2 separate regions of the Mus musculus genome follow, and region 2 is linked to region 1. Evidence: chromatin contacts called from public promoter capture Hi-C data. All regions are on one chromosome and are shown on one strand. Each heading gives the region's core, a stretch centred on a gene start, on an enhancer-like site or on the middle of the called end of the contact. The rest is flanking DNA. Distances are from core to core; before and after follow the strand shown. Region 1 has its middle 11 kb from the start of Gm32403. Region 2 overlaps Skap2 (src family associated phosphoprotein 2).

Evidence for each region. Capture Hi-C pulls out chosen DNA fragments and counts their contacts.
Region 2: a contact with region 1 is called in a promoter capture Hi-C map of adipose tissue, with 4 times the contacts expected there. The contact joins two enhancer-like sites. A contact is called at or near these places in 5 of 39 promoter capture datasets (embryonic stem cells, hippocampal neurons, liver and 1 more), 2 of 15 datasets of contacts at CTCF or cohesin (the NIH/3T3 cell line and large pre-B cells), 61 of 484 Hi-C or Micro-C datasets (the 3T3-L1 cell line, 3T3-L1-derived adipocytes, B cells and 40 more), 12 of 115 datasets of contacts at active chromatin or transcription factors (PVALB interneurons, craniofacial prominence, embryonic basal ganglia and 9 more) and 2 of 9 other capture datasets (adipose tissue and liver).

What each region holds. Positions count from the first base shown.
Region 1 is chr6:51,215,269-51,221,774 of GRCm38.p6, forward strand. No RefSeq gene overlaps it. Among named protein-coding and RNA genes, the nearest start is that of Gm32403, 11 kb to the left of the region's middle. Within about 2 kb of position 1,378, at least 48 of the 459 cell types and tissues checked have an H3K27ac peak or open chromatin away from gene starts, as enhancers often do. A contact at or near this core is called in adipose tissue and stem cell-derived motor neurons, where this site is marked.
Region 2 is chr6:51,873,569-51,880,530 of GRCm38.p6, forward strand. It overlaps Skap2 (src family associated phosphoprotein 2), which reads right to left. Exons shown (of 13, transcript NM_018773.2): 10 at 6,203-6,280; 11 at 907-1,019. Among named protein-coding and RNA genes, the nearest start is that of Skap2, 140 kb to the right of the region's middle. Within about 2 kb of position 2,778, at least 61 of the 459 cell types and tissues checked have an H3K27ac peak or open chromatin away from gene starts, as enhancers often do. A contact at or near this core is called in adipose tissue and stem cell-derived motor neurons, where this site is marked.

The DNA of each region.
Region 1 (6,506 bases), core at 128-2,627:
TTTATTTATTTATTTATTTATTTTGAGACAGGGTTTCTTTGTATAGCCCTGGTTGTCCTGGAACTAGATCTCTAGACCAGGCTGATCTCAAACTCACAGAAATCCACCTGCCTCTGCCGCCCAAGCGCTGGGATTAAAGGTGTATACTACCATTGCCCGCAGATTTTGCATCTTAACTGCTACAACTCACTACAACACTCCCCGTTCCTGTCATTCCAATACCTCTTTCCCACTCTCCTATCCCCTGTACCCATCTCCTCCAAGACTTTCCAAGTTCTGCTTTCTCCTGACATCTTTCCCAGGGCCCCAGCTGGAAGCTCCGCCTTCGAAGGGCTCTGCCCACAAAGGGCTCCGCCTGCCACGGACCATAGGTTGGCTCTACCCAGCACAGCTTTGTAAGGGCTCCACGTTGTCTCATAAAGTTATAGGTGATCTTCCCGAAGCCTTCCAGAAGGTTCTTCCTCAGCCTTGAGGCTCTGTTATGCTTTGACCCCAGGCTGCTTGCTCCCAAGGTCGATGAGTGTTTACCAAGATCCAAAGACTTGTTTTCCCAGTAACCCTCACAGGGGAAATTTTCTCTAGACTCGGTCCCTCTTGGCGTGAGGGGATGGAGGGTAGGTCAGCGCCTCTGACCACATTTCTTCTGGGGACTGTTTTCCCCTCATTAATCCTGCTGTCAAGATTAAGAATAGCTCGAGACCCTGCGGCAAAGGCTAATGGAGATTGTTTTGTTCTTTTTCTTCCCTCTCACCCTGTTCCTATGGAACCTTCTTCTACCTCCTTGCTAAATACACATCTCCTTTCTGATTGGACGTCACACTTTTCAAAACAAAACATGTGAGAGGCTGCCTTAAACACAAGGATGAAAATCTCCCAGGAAAACTCAAGGTTCTGTGGGCAGCAGTGTCACATTCACAATGTGGACAGGTGACGCTTGATTTTGTTTTAAACATATTGGAATTCTAGCAGTATCCAAATGCCCAGAGATTTAATGAGGGCATGTGTTCTCAGGAAACAGAAACTCACCCAAATTATGCAAGTCAAACAGACAGGATAGAAGTTAGTGGGGCCAGCCATTTCTGCCTTTCCAAACATAGTAGACATGAAGGTTTTAAATTTTTATTTATAAAGGGAACATTGCGTTTAAGGTTCCAGACTACAGAATTGCTACAACTGCAGAGAGAGTAAATTCTCTACTCCTCGTGATGTGTAATTTTAGCTCTATAAAGCGATATAAAGATTGTGACATATGTGTCAACAACTGGGGCATCAGGCCCTGGGCGATGACCCAAAACAACTTTCCTCAGACTTACAACACAGTAACTGGGAGGGTTATTGGCAGCCAGCCTGAGAGAGGCTCTGACAAGGAGCTCAGCAAGCCTGCCAAATGCGACCTCCTTCCAGAACGAGGTCAAAGTTGTCTGCAGAAGCCAAGGATGCAAAGTGGAAGTCAGAGCTCTGACCAATCAGTAAGTTAAGTCGCTGTTGGTGCCCGTCTGGAGCCAGCCGTCTGGAGCCAGCCATAGGTTTGTTTGCTCCACTGGCAATCCTGTCTTATGAATATGTAAGAGCAAGACCGTGACACTCTACACTTGTGCCCACTACCACCAAGGGAAGTCATTTAATAGTCCCGAACATTTAGTGACAACTCTTTCACACCATTTCAAGTTCACTTCCATCTTCTCTTACCGTTTGTTTTAGAATTGTCTTGTGGCTGATAATAAATAAATAAATAAATAAATAAATAAATAAATCCTACTACCTAAATTAGGGTGTGAAGATCTCCCAGCACCCAGTTCTCTGCATATGAAGAATGGCAGAGCTTAACCCCGTGCTCAGACTCAGGCATGGCAGCTCTGTCTCAACTTCCTTCCTTCCTCCCTCCCTCCTTCCTCCCTCCCTCCTCCCTCCCTCCCTCCCTCCTTCCCTCCCTCCCTCAATCCTTCCCTTCCTCCTCCCTCCCTCCTTCCCTCCCTCCCTCCTCCCTCCCCCCTCCTACGCAAATCCAGACAGGGTGAAGCCAGGACCATCACTGATTCACCATTATTAAGAAAGAAAGAGCCCGGCAGTGGTGGCCCAGCACTTGGGAGTCAGAGGCAGGCAGATTTCTGAGTTTGAGGCTAGCCTGGTCTTCAGAGTGAGTTCCAGGACAATCAGGGCTATACAGAGAAACCCTGTCTCAAAAAGGAAGGGAGGAAGGAAGGGAGGGAGGGAGGGAGGGAGGGAGGGAGGGAGGGAGAGAGAGAGAGAGAGAGAGAGAGAGAGAGAGAGAGAGAGAGAGAGAGAAGGAAGGAAGGAAGGAAGGAAGGAAGGAAGGAAGGAAGGAAGGAAGGAAGGAAGGAAGGAAGGAAGACAAAGAGGGGGAGGGAGGGAGAGAGAAGAGGGAGGGGGAGGAAGGGGGGACACAAAGAGGATAAAAGAAGACAGGAAGAAAAAGATGAGGTTTGACTTTGACATTTGGCCAGAACAGTACCAGTGGTAAGGCACACGCCACTTCAATCCTTTGTGACAGGCAGGGTCAGGGACTGGGCCGTCATGATGTATCCTCCCTCAGCAGAAGGTTTTGCTTCCCAGCTTCCTAAGCAAATGAAATGGAGGAACAGTGGTCCCCTTGACCATCAGAGATTCTTCTGTCACCAGAAGCAGATGAGATGAACAATGTATGCAAGGACTTTGGAGATAATATGGTGGTAAGAAAATGTGAGGCCACAACATACTTATGAGGTGACATATCATCTATTCCAAGCAAAAATTGGACAGAACTACCACTAACATTTTAATCCAAAATTCAAAACAAAGACCTGAAAATCAAACTGAAGCCAGTCTTGGAATAGGGGACTGACTGTGCTCTGCAAGGGAACCAAGGGCTGCAATGGGTCTGGCTTCAGCCATAGACGCCACAGGGTGATGCCCATGGAGAGACGGGCTGAAGGACAGCACAGTAACTTGGTCCAGCGTTGAGGAAGACAGCCTGGCTCCCTCATCTGCTCCTCTCTACACTGGGGTACTGGAACCCACTCAGTGAGCTGAGGAGGACCTAGATTCCTGCGTGCCCTCCTCCCTGGAGTGCCCTTAGTCTGTGGACTGACTTACAGCCATTGCAGCTTTGCTGAACAGCACAGTGAGGCCCTCTCTTTTCAGATACATTGGCTTAGCCGTTTTAGAGGCTTTTAGCACTCTTCAGAGGTTTTTAAAATTTACCCAACAGTGTAATTTCCTTAGTCTGTCTGGTGTTGCTGATAGCACAATACCAGCAGACGGGACAAATTATAAAGAAAAGAGGTTTATTTTGGCTTGTAGTTCTAGGTCCGGGTTGAGGGGCTGATCTGGCGATGGCCCTGTTCCTGAATGAGTCCTGGAATGCTGTAAGGTGCTGCATGGCCAGAGAGAGCTGGCCTGACTCCCTCATAGGATACCCACATTCAGATAACATTCTACACTCTTAATCATAGGATGGAGAGCCACTCCCTCATGAAGGCAGAGCCTCAGCCCTTGCAAATCCTGTCTCTTAGAATCTTTTAATGGGGACTAAATTTCAGCACTTTCCTTTCAGAAGGAACATTGTCAAACCACAGCAGTGATTCATATACAAGGTCTAGGCCCATATTAAGTAACGTTTTATACAGTGAATAAATTTCTAACGTGATGGGTGGGTAGATTAAAACAGTTGCCTTTATCGTCCGAGGTCTCACTCTGGTCCACTCATTTATTCTCTCGAAAACCTAAGTAACTTAATCTCCTCTCTCCGCTTTGGTTTAAGATGTAGCGGAGGGCCTGCCTCAGCAGGGTTTGCTGGGCAATCAAAATAACTATACAGCATGATCCCAGCACACAGTGCTGAGCAAATGCCTTAATGGTTTCCTATAACGATGGCGTGGATGAGGGCATTGTGCTTTTAAGTGGGATATTTTCATTTGAGTTACAGCAATGCACTACCCTCGATGTCAACTCTTGATGGATAGCTGAAATCAGGGTCCTTTGTTTTGCTCTGGACCAGATAATTTAATATTTTTCCTTCATTTCCAAAAATTACTTCTAATTAAATACATTCAACCCTCACAGAGAGGCCAAGGGCAGCCTCTGGGAAGAGAAGAGTCTTTGTCAGATGTGGTGAAGAACCTGCCACAAGGCCGTTGGTTTTGCTCACAAATTCTTCTTTGGAGGAAGAACACTCACTTGGACTTTTGGTTTTCTAATTCGATTTAATTTTTTAAAAAAATATATAGTTTTCTATGAGACCAGGTCCTGGCTGGAGTCTCGAGGGTCAGTGGTGGGTGTTCACCTTTCAGCACAGACAGGCCTTTGCTCTCTGGAAGAGACAAGAGGTTTGGCCAAATGCGTTCATCCCCTGGGAAGAGGCCCCATTCTTCACAATAGCCATGGCTAAAGAGTAACCAGGGAGAAGCGGGCAGTCTTGAGAGGAAACGTCTTCAGCTTACCCTGCTGTTATGAAGTGTGGCCGTGACCCTCTTTCACAGCTTTCCGAGTGCACCCTAAAATATGCGCACTTGAGGTCTGTCCTGGTCATCGCCAAAGCTCTGTACTCCTCCACACCCATAGACCTCCCAGGATGCTTTTCTAATGCCGCCGCCACCGGCCATTCCCCTTCCACTGGCTCTCACACAACAGCTACCCTGTGTGGGATGCCAAGGATGTGAGCTCATGTCTCTGAGGTAACTCAGCCAGGGTTGGATCACTGCTCCATTTACCAGATGAGGAAATGGTGCTCACTGGGTTTGCCGTTCATCCAAACCGTACCGCAGGACCATCCACAGCCACACCTTCCAGGAAACAGATGGGTTGGCCTAGCGAAATGCTTCCACCCGATGCCACAGTGTGCCCAGGCTGAGTCTGGCTGCCAGGATTCCCACTTCTCAGGTGCATTCTCTCCACCACGCCCCAGCCCCCATCTTTAAAGCTTTTTTGAAAGATTTCTTATTGTATGTATATGTGTTTGCCTGTGTACATGAGTACCACGTGTGTGTCTGATGCTCACAGAGGCCAGAAGAGGATGTCAGATCCTCTGGAACTGGAGTTTCCGTAGTGAGCCACTGCATAGGTGGTCCCCTGCAAGAGCGATACCCACTCTAACCACTGAGCCACCTCTCTAGCCCCACTTACACACTCCCAGTCTTTTCGTTTTTTGTCTTTTTCAGTTTTTTGTTTTTGTTAAGATAGGGTCTCATTATGTAGCCCTAGAACTAGGTTGTTATAGAACTTACTCTATAGACCAGGCTGGCCTTAAACCCACAGAGATCCACCTGCCTCTGCCTCCTGAGTACTGGGATTAAAGGTGTGTGCCATCACCCTCAACTAACTTTTTAAAATTAATTTTATATATATAAATGTTCTGCCTGCATGTATGCATGTGTGTAATGAAGCACTGTATGCATCACATGTATGCAGTACCACCAGTGGCTTCTAGGGGATGTCAGATCCCCTGGATAGCTACAGATGGCTGTAAGCCACCCTGTGGGTTCTGGGAAAGGAACCCAGGTCCTCTGGAAGAGCAGCTAATATTCTTAAGTGGTGATCCACCTCCTCAGCTCCCCCACTTTAAAATAGCCATCAATGTAGCTCTTGGTAATCAAACACATTGATAACTTAAAATGTTCCAATGGCCTGAAATAGCAGTGTATTCGGAAGGCCCTTAATGTGTCACTGTGCATTCCATCAAGGCTGCTGCATATCTGCATTTGCAGGGCTGTGTGTCAAGGGTCAGCATACGTGCCAAACTGGCCTGACAGGTTCCTGTAAACGCTGAGCAGTTTCCTGCCTCATGAACCTAATAATCCAATGGCGATGGCTGCTTCTTCTCTTCTTCTTCTTCTTCTTCTTCTTCTTCTTCTTCTTCTTCTTCTTCTTCTTCTTCTTCTTCTTCTTCTTCTTCTCCTTCTCCTTCTCCTTCTCCTTCTCCTTCTCCTTCTCCTTCTCCTTCTCCTTCTCCTTCTCCCTCTCCCTCTCCCTCTCCCTCTCCCTCTCCCTCTCCCTCTCCCTCTCCCTCTCCCTCTCCCTCTCCCTCTCCCTCTCCCTCTCCCTCTCCCTCTCCCTCTCCCTCTCCCTCTCCCTCTCCCTCTCCCTCTCCCTCTCCTCCTCCTCCTCCTCCTCCTCCTATCACATATTATTGGTGGATCATGAAAGAAAAAAAGGTGAAATTGATCAAAGACATTGATTCTTCTAATAATATCCTTTGGCTACTCAAATTCTTCAATGGTTCCTACAGTACGTTCAGCCTTTTTAAATGTAGAGAAGAACATTTTATTCATTCATCAAATCCATACAACAGCTATGGGCAGGAACATCTATGTTCATGTGGAACACAAGACAGACACTGTGGCTACTCTCATAGAGTTTACATTCTAGCTGTGACATACAGACAAGTGGTAACCACAGGAAGTAGTTACAATATTGTTTTAGGGGATGGTGTGGATGAGAGACAAACTGCAAAGGGTAAAGGGATTGAGCATTTGGGGAGGGTGAGGGGTGCTGATCGTCATTTTAAAAGA
Region 2 (6,962 bases), core at 1,528-4,027, 660 kb after region 1:
TCCAAAATGTGACATTATTTTCAAATTCTCTTTGTATCTAATAACACATATCATCTTTCTGAAATATCCAAAATATTTCTCAGCTCAATAATTTTAGGGTTATAAAGTGTTAGACTTATGACCTATATAACATTTCCCTGCTTATATTTAAGTCATTTTCATTCATGATTTGGTGCTAAGATAAGCTTAAAAACATTTTTAAAAATCCCTATAGTACAGTAGGAAAAACTTCAGAGTGAAAATTAAGAGAGTTCCAACACTGCATCAGAAACTGATGTCTGGAGCAGACAGGTTCTACAGTGCAGTGTCTTAAAAAGCAAAGACACGATTCTCATGTACATAAAGATGAGTTTGTGGCAATATACTTTGGTACTGCAATTACAAATATAGTGTGTTAAACTTTAAAAAATTACCTCAACTTGTCTGAATATAGAGCCTTTAAATTGTTGGAACACCCAATGTGTTTACACAAAGATGAAAACCTTTTTTTATAAACACAATGTTTCTACTGGAGAATGGCAGGCAAACTCAGAATAAGCACACAGAAGAATAAGGAGGAAGAAGCAAGAAAAACATAATTAATAACCTAATACCTTACAATGTTAACTTTCACATAAGTATATTGTTTCTGGATAAGGCAGTAGGTGGATGCCTGCCAAGGGCTAGAGTGACAGGTAAACACACGGCTAAGTTGAATCCTGTTATCTGATTGTGTTTAAATTCTGATTATAGTTCACTTGACAAAATAATTAATTATTGTGAACTTCCAATTGTTAACTAGGACCTAGAAGAATTCCAACTGGCATTTTTCCCTTGTGTTGTAAATTTAAATGCAGGAGAACTGAGCTGTGTATTTCCCGTTGACAGCTGTCATTTGTGGGGTGGGGTGGGGGGTAACTTTCTTACCTTGCTAAGAATGTAAATCACATCACCACGCTTAAAGGACAACTCATCAGACAGAGCTCCAGTGCAGTCCCACAGACCCTGGTAAAAATTAGCGTAATCAGTGCTTTTATCTCCTAGGAAAAAGAGAGAGAGACTTGGGGTTAAGGCTTGAATCAAAAGAAATTAAAGAACCATTTTAGATTGCCAAGAAAGAAGCCCTGGCCTGGATCATGGTACATCTTAGTGAACCTGCAACTACTCCTGAGCATGCTCATGAAGATTGTTTCAGAAGGTTTGGTTTTTCATGGCCCCCTCCACTTCTATCTGTAATCTATAACCTGTAGCAATTACATTCTCAAATAGCAAGGTGCTTCTGCTCATTTTTAATGGAAAGTCCTAAGCTCACTCGCTATGTGTTTAAAGAGCAACTGGTCTTACTGTACCATCAGAATATCTAAGGGACAGATTGGACATATCTGAAGTAACAATTTCATGGAGTTTAGAACACTTGATAAGAGCATAATAATAATAGCATACTTTAATACTCAAATATAAAGCATTTGTATCCAAAGTCTCTCAAAGTTGTCTCTAAAATACTTTTGCAGCTGTGAAATTGCTAATGCAGACTTTTGTTCGTCAGGTCTAGGACATTAGGCTCCCACAGTGGCGTTATCAGTTCATCCTTCTCCTGGCATAAGCACAATGGATGTGAAGTGCTCAAACTGCCATACACACCATTAACTGATTGATTATTTAGTGCTCGTCGCTCCGTAATACCACAGTAACTGGATAATGTATGCTTTGTCACTCACACAATGTGGCTCCTAAAACACAGCACACAGTTAAATACGCTGGATGCTTTTGTTACACAAGAGAACTGTTTCCTGTTTTTAATTTCGTGATAATTGAGTTCTGATGAGTTAAGGAAAAAAGACTGCAAGTTATATCAATAAGACACAAAATGCCCGTGTATTCACTAGCCAGGCGGAACACAGATGTGCTGACAGCTTCCATCGCTGCAATGTCAGCTTTGAATCCACGGGATAACGTGGACATGGATGCTGGATCAGGCTTGTCATCTCACTTTTAAACAAGAGGCGTCTTGGCAACCTCAATACAAACGGCCACATTAGTACAGTCAGCATAGTGTTGATCTCCACAAAGTATTAATTTATTAGGAGATTTAAATTCTCCTTAATGTCTTTAACATTTTTTAAAAAGGAGAATCTGAATAACATGGAATCTAAGTATTTGTGGGATGCACCGTTTCACTTAAATTTGTGAGAAAATAAACAAGGACTAGAAAATACAACCTAACAGAATCCTCTGTTAATTTTTATTTTTTAGGATGGAAAGAGAGGGACAATAGGAGCGGCATGATAGGATTGGGGGAGGGGAGGAGGAGGAGGAAGAAGGAGGGAGGAAGGGAGAGAGGGAGGGGGGAGAGGGAGGGAGGGAGAGGGAGAGAGAGAGAGAGAGAGAGACCGACCCTGTATTGGCCTCTCCACTGTAGTAGCACTTGGGCTCAGAGCACTAAAACCAGCAGGGGCATGTGCAAGCCCCAGAATCCAACCAGGAGCTAATAGTGCTTGTGGCCACCCCTATCACATCCTCCCCCAGCCCCCAGGCATATATTAAATACATTCTGTAAACAGACACTAGAGGGCACTCCAGCTGGCCAGATACCTCCAAGCATTGACCATTTCTTTCTTTCTTTTTTTTTTTTTTTAAAAATCACTTAATAATAAAGTGACTGATTTCCTTTAAAAACCACTTATTTAGACAAATAGAGATTTAGAATTGAAACATTCCTGTCAGATTAAATCAACTGCTAATTGGGTCAAATGTTGCACCCCATGTGGTCTCTCAGTGTCAGCTTGAAAGTCAAGGAGTTAGAGCAGACAGGATGACATCATCTCACACGTGAGGCCTGCCACACAGTTCTAGCCAAGTCAAAGAAGGTCTAAATAGCTAGTTTCCCCAGTAGCCCTTCCCCCACCCCCCAACTTGTTCCCCACGCTGCTCAGGCCTTAGGCTTGGTCCGAAGACGTGGAAGAAACAAACTTTGGCTGAAAAACTGAGGTCAAAGTTTTTGGTGGAGCTGTGGGATCCCAGGTCCCAGCTGTCCGGGCCCTCCTCTGGTTCAGACCTTCTCACAGTACTTTTCAATTAACATGTTTTTTGTTTGTTTTTTGTTTTGTTTTTTGTTTTTTTTTTTTTTAAGTAGGGGGAGGAAAGAAAGGACAAAAAACCCCAAGTATCCAGTGATTTTAAATACACATTCTTACCACTTTGGTTTCTCTTTCCCTGGATACACTTGGAGAGACTCCCATTAACACTAATGGGAGTTACAGGAGCAGCAAGGGGAGAGACCCCCACGGTGTACAAGATGCATCTCTCCCTAGATGTGCATCAGGGGCATTCCATTAAACCTCACTGCTGCAAGGAAGTCAGGGAAGAGCCAGGGATTCAGCAGAGCCGGGGAAAGACACATTTTCAACTGTGCCTCCTGTAATCTTGATGATGATGGAGTCCAAAAAATGACGGACGGTCGGTCCCATGGACAGTGAGCACCGCTGAGGAGCACTCTGTGTGCCATCTGTGCGTCTATGACTGGCGTTCTAAGTGAAGAGCGGGCATCTACAGTGAGGGGAAGGCCAGCAGTGTGTGTGCTAGCTGCCTCCCCGGAAAGCATGCCAGACAAAAAGAATCAGGAGTGATCTTATTTGTGGAAAGCAGGAAGCTCCTATAGCTTATCTCTAAAATGGAGTGGCTCTAAACACACATAGACAAAACTCATGTACAAAAACAGCTTTGAAAGCACAGAAGGCTCACAAACACTAGCAGTCTTTGCCTGTGCTCGGGGAGATAACCCACAGGACATGACTTTGCTTTGCTTTGTGGCACAGGGATAGCAGATGCAGAGCCTCGAGTAGGCTAGTCAGAATGCCTTCCTGCTGAGAACCATCCCTGGCCCCAAGAAAGGCAGGCATTCTGTAGACTATGGAACACTCACAAGCACAGATAATGTGGTTTCGCTGTCTTTACTCGGCATGTTAACACCATTCTATCTATACCACAGTCAATATTTTGAAAATTACACACAAAATGTCACCTTGCTATGTGTGCTGTCCTGAGGGGCATGAATTACTTTTGAAAGAAGGTTTAAAAAGGAAAGTTAGCTAGCCTTTGAAAAATGTACACAATGAGCTTTTAAATTTTTATAAAAATACATATTTGGCAAAGCTAACAGGATTGTTACCAAAGTACAAATTAAGCAAGTAACCGCCAGATAGTCCACAAACACAAGATTATAAAAGGCATGTTGACAATGAATGAAGCATGATGCCGACACCAGAGACCCTTTCCCTAAGTACTGCAAGCCTGAAAAGTGTTTTAGAAAGGACAGCAGATTTTTATATTGTTAAAAACATCAAGCGGGCCCATCTATATACCTATAAATATACATGACCTTTGTAAGATGAGTGAATGTGAAGCGACTTGTAGGAGACAAGATGAACTCAGCTTTACCTTTAGATTTTACATTGCAACACTGAGTCTCTTCCTGCAAAATTAGTCAATGTAAAAAATATACATCAAATTCTTGAGCGAGGTTAGAAGTTCACAAGATGAGATGCTAGGCAGAAAGCAACACTCTTGTCAGCTCAGTGCTCCTAGTGGCAAGCACAGAGTCCCTGACGGCTTGCTTTGCGAAGGCATTGAATGATGGCTTGAAAGAGCTCTGTGGCACAAGAGACAGACATTGCAGTATCTTGTGGCTATGGCATGAAAAGCTCATCAACTTACTGGATTCCTTTGAGAAAAACTCTTTTCCCCCTACCCTCAAAGGCAAACATTTGAGGCATGCTCACTTGTGCCTGTGGAAGGTCTATCTACTATCTGTTTCTACCCTCTCTACCTGCATAGACATTTTACAAAGAAACATGCATGCTCTTGGCAGAAGCATCATGATTCAGAACTTTAAAAACAGATACCTAATTTACTATCAAGCATAGAGTGCCTGGGCTTTGCTTGCTGCCATGTTTTACAACTCTATTTTATAGGGCAAGAGGGCTAACAACTAATGACTTTGTCTTGTTTCCTTTCTGTCAAGGAAAAAAAAAAAAGGCAAACCCAAACCTTCTACAGCAACCTGCTCCTGCCTTCCTGTCCAGGTCTAGAGTCAGGCCCGCTTCCTTCCCATATGTCACAGTAGGAAGGCCCCAGGAAAGCTACTTCCTGAACACGCACTGCTTGTCCACCCTGCTTCTGACAACTCAAAAGAGTGATGTATGGACATATCAGAGAGAGGAAGGTGACCCTAGCTCCAGCTCTTTACAGGACCTGGGGGTGACAGGGCAGACCTCACCCCAGCTGACATATGGCTGTGAAGAGGTGTAAAGTTCTGATAAGAAGGCTGCCCATCTCTTCTTTCCCTGTAAAATAAATGCTGGTTTATCAAAGTTAACTTCATGTTTGTGCTACAGATAGTTTATCTTGTGCTACTTGGAAATAGCAACAAGCAAGAAGAGTTGTCCGTATTGTGTGTGTGTACATGGTGTGCACATAATTAGTACTTGGGGCCCAGTGCCAGGTGGAAATGGATAGTGCAGAATATCTTCCCCAGTCTGCTAGGCAACCAGTGTCCTTTCCTCATTTTTAAGCTGCTGTCACTGGACTCTGGCATTTCTTACCCAATTCATTTGCTTTCTGTGTTAATCATATGCAATGAAGATATGCATGGCCAACATTTAAACAGGCTGCAGATCAATTAGCGGTCTTAAGTTTATCTGATTTTTATCAAAGAAGACAGAGCTGTGGGTCGATTGTCAGAGCCTGTGTCAAGTTGACCTTTTCAGAGATGTCTACATTGCCAGTCCCTTGGGCAACTTGTTGTCCCCTGTTAGTCTCTGAATGGCAGAAGTCTGTTCTGCTCAAGCACAAAGTATACACAGATGTCTATATTACATTCTTATAGGTTTGACAGCAACTGCATGTTGTATCTATAAACTGTCCTTTAGCAGTGACACTTCCTCAATGATGATAAGCTAATTTATGCAACTAAATCTCCTTTGTGCAGAAATGAAAGCTAATTGAGTCATTACAAAGTAATTCAGGAAGGAATACCTTGTATAAATTGGCTTACTTTATAAATCCTTCTCAAGTGGTTTTCATGCATCCTAAATGGGACTAAGCAGCTTATCAAGCATAAGACATACAGACCAAACAAGTCAACTTCTTCAGGGAGCTGTGCAAACATCCTCAGAGGGTTAGAAAGTGACTCTAACAAAACCAAAATAGACTTTGCCAGTGCTACCTGAGGTGTGATGCACACTGTCCCGACTTCCCTTCCCTTGCTCGTCCATCTTCACTGAAGCAGTGTCCTCTTCCTCCTCTGCAAATAAACAGAGTCAGTGGCACATTAACAGGCCCCATGTCAATCACAGCACCCACCCTGCTTAAAGAGCAAGACAAAGTCTACAGCACTTAATAATTATCTTTAAGAGCACAAAACACCCAAGATTCATATTCCTTTGTTAATAACCAAACAACATCCTCACCAAGGCTTACGTTGACCTGATACAATATAAGATATACCCTACTGTGTTGCACATTTGTTTTAAATGTACAGAGAAACTTGTCTGGAGCAATCTTAAATCCAGGACAGCCCTTAGACCTAGTAAAGTAACAGCCAACTTTATACAGATATGCTATATTATACTGAATAGCAGGAGTACTACAATACATGGTTCCTAAAACATCAAGACAGCACAGAAAACAGCGTCTGACATAAAATGCAGATGACCTGTAAGTCATCAAACCCCAGCCATGCTCGCTGGTTTCCTCACTTAGTCCTCTCACAAGAGGCTGCTAGATAGTCCTAACACTTAAAGGTCATTTCCCCAAATTCTACTGTGGATCTCCTATGTGTCACATATCGCAGAAGGAAAGGCTTTATAGATGAATGATTATAAATCCTCATTCTATAGATAAGTAAATTGAGATGCATAGGTGGCAAACTTCCAAAGCATGCGATTTAAAGTTGAGGCTGTGGGTATGAACCCATGTTCTTTATC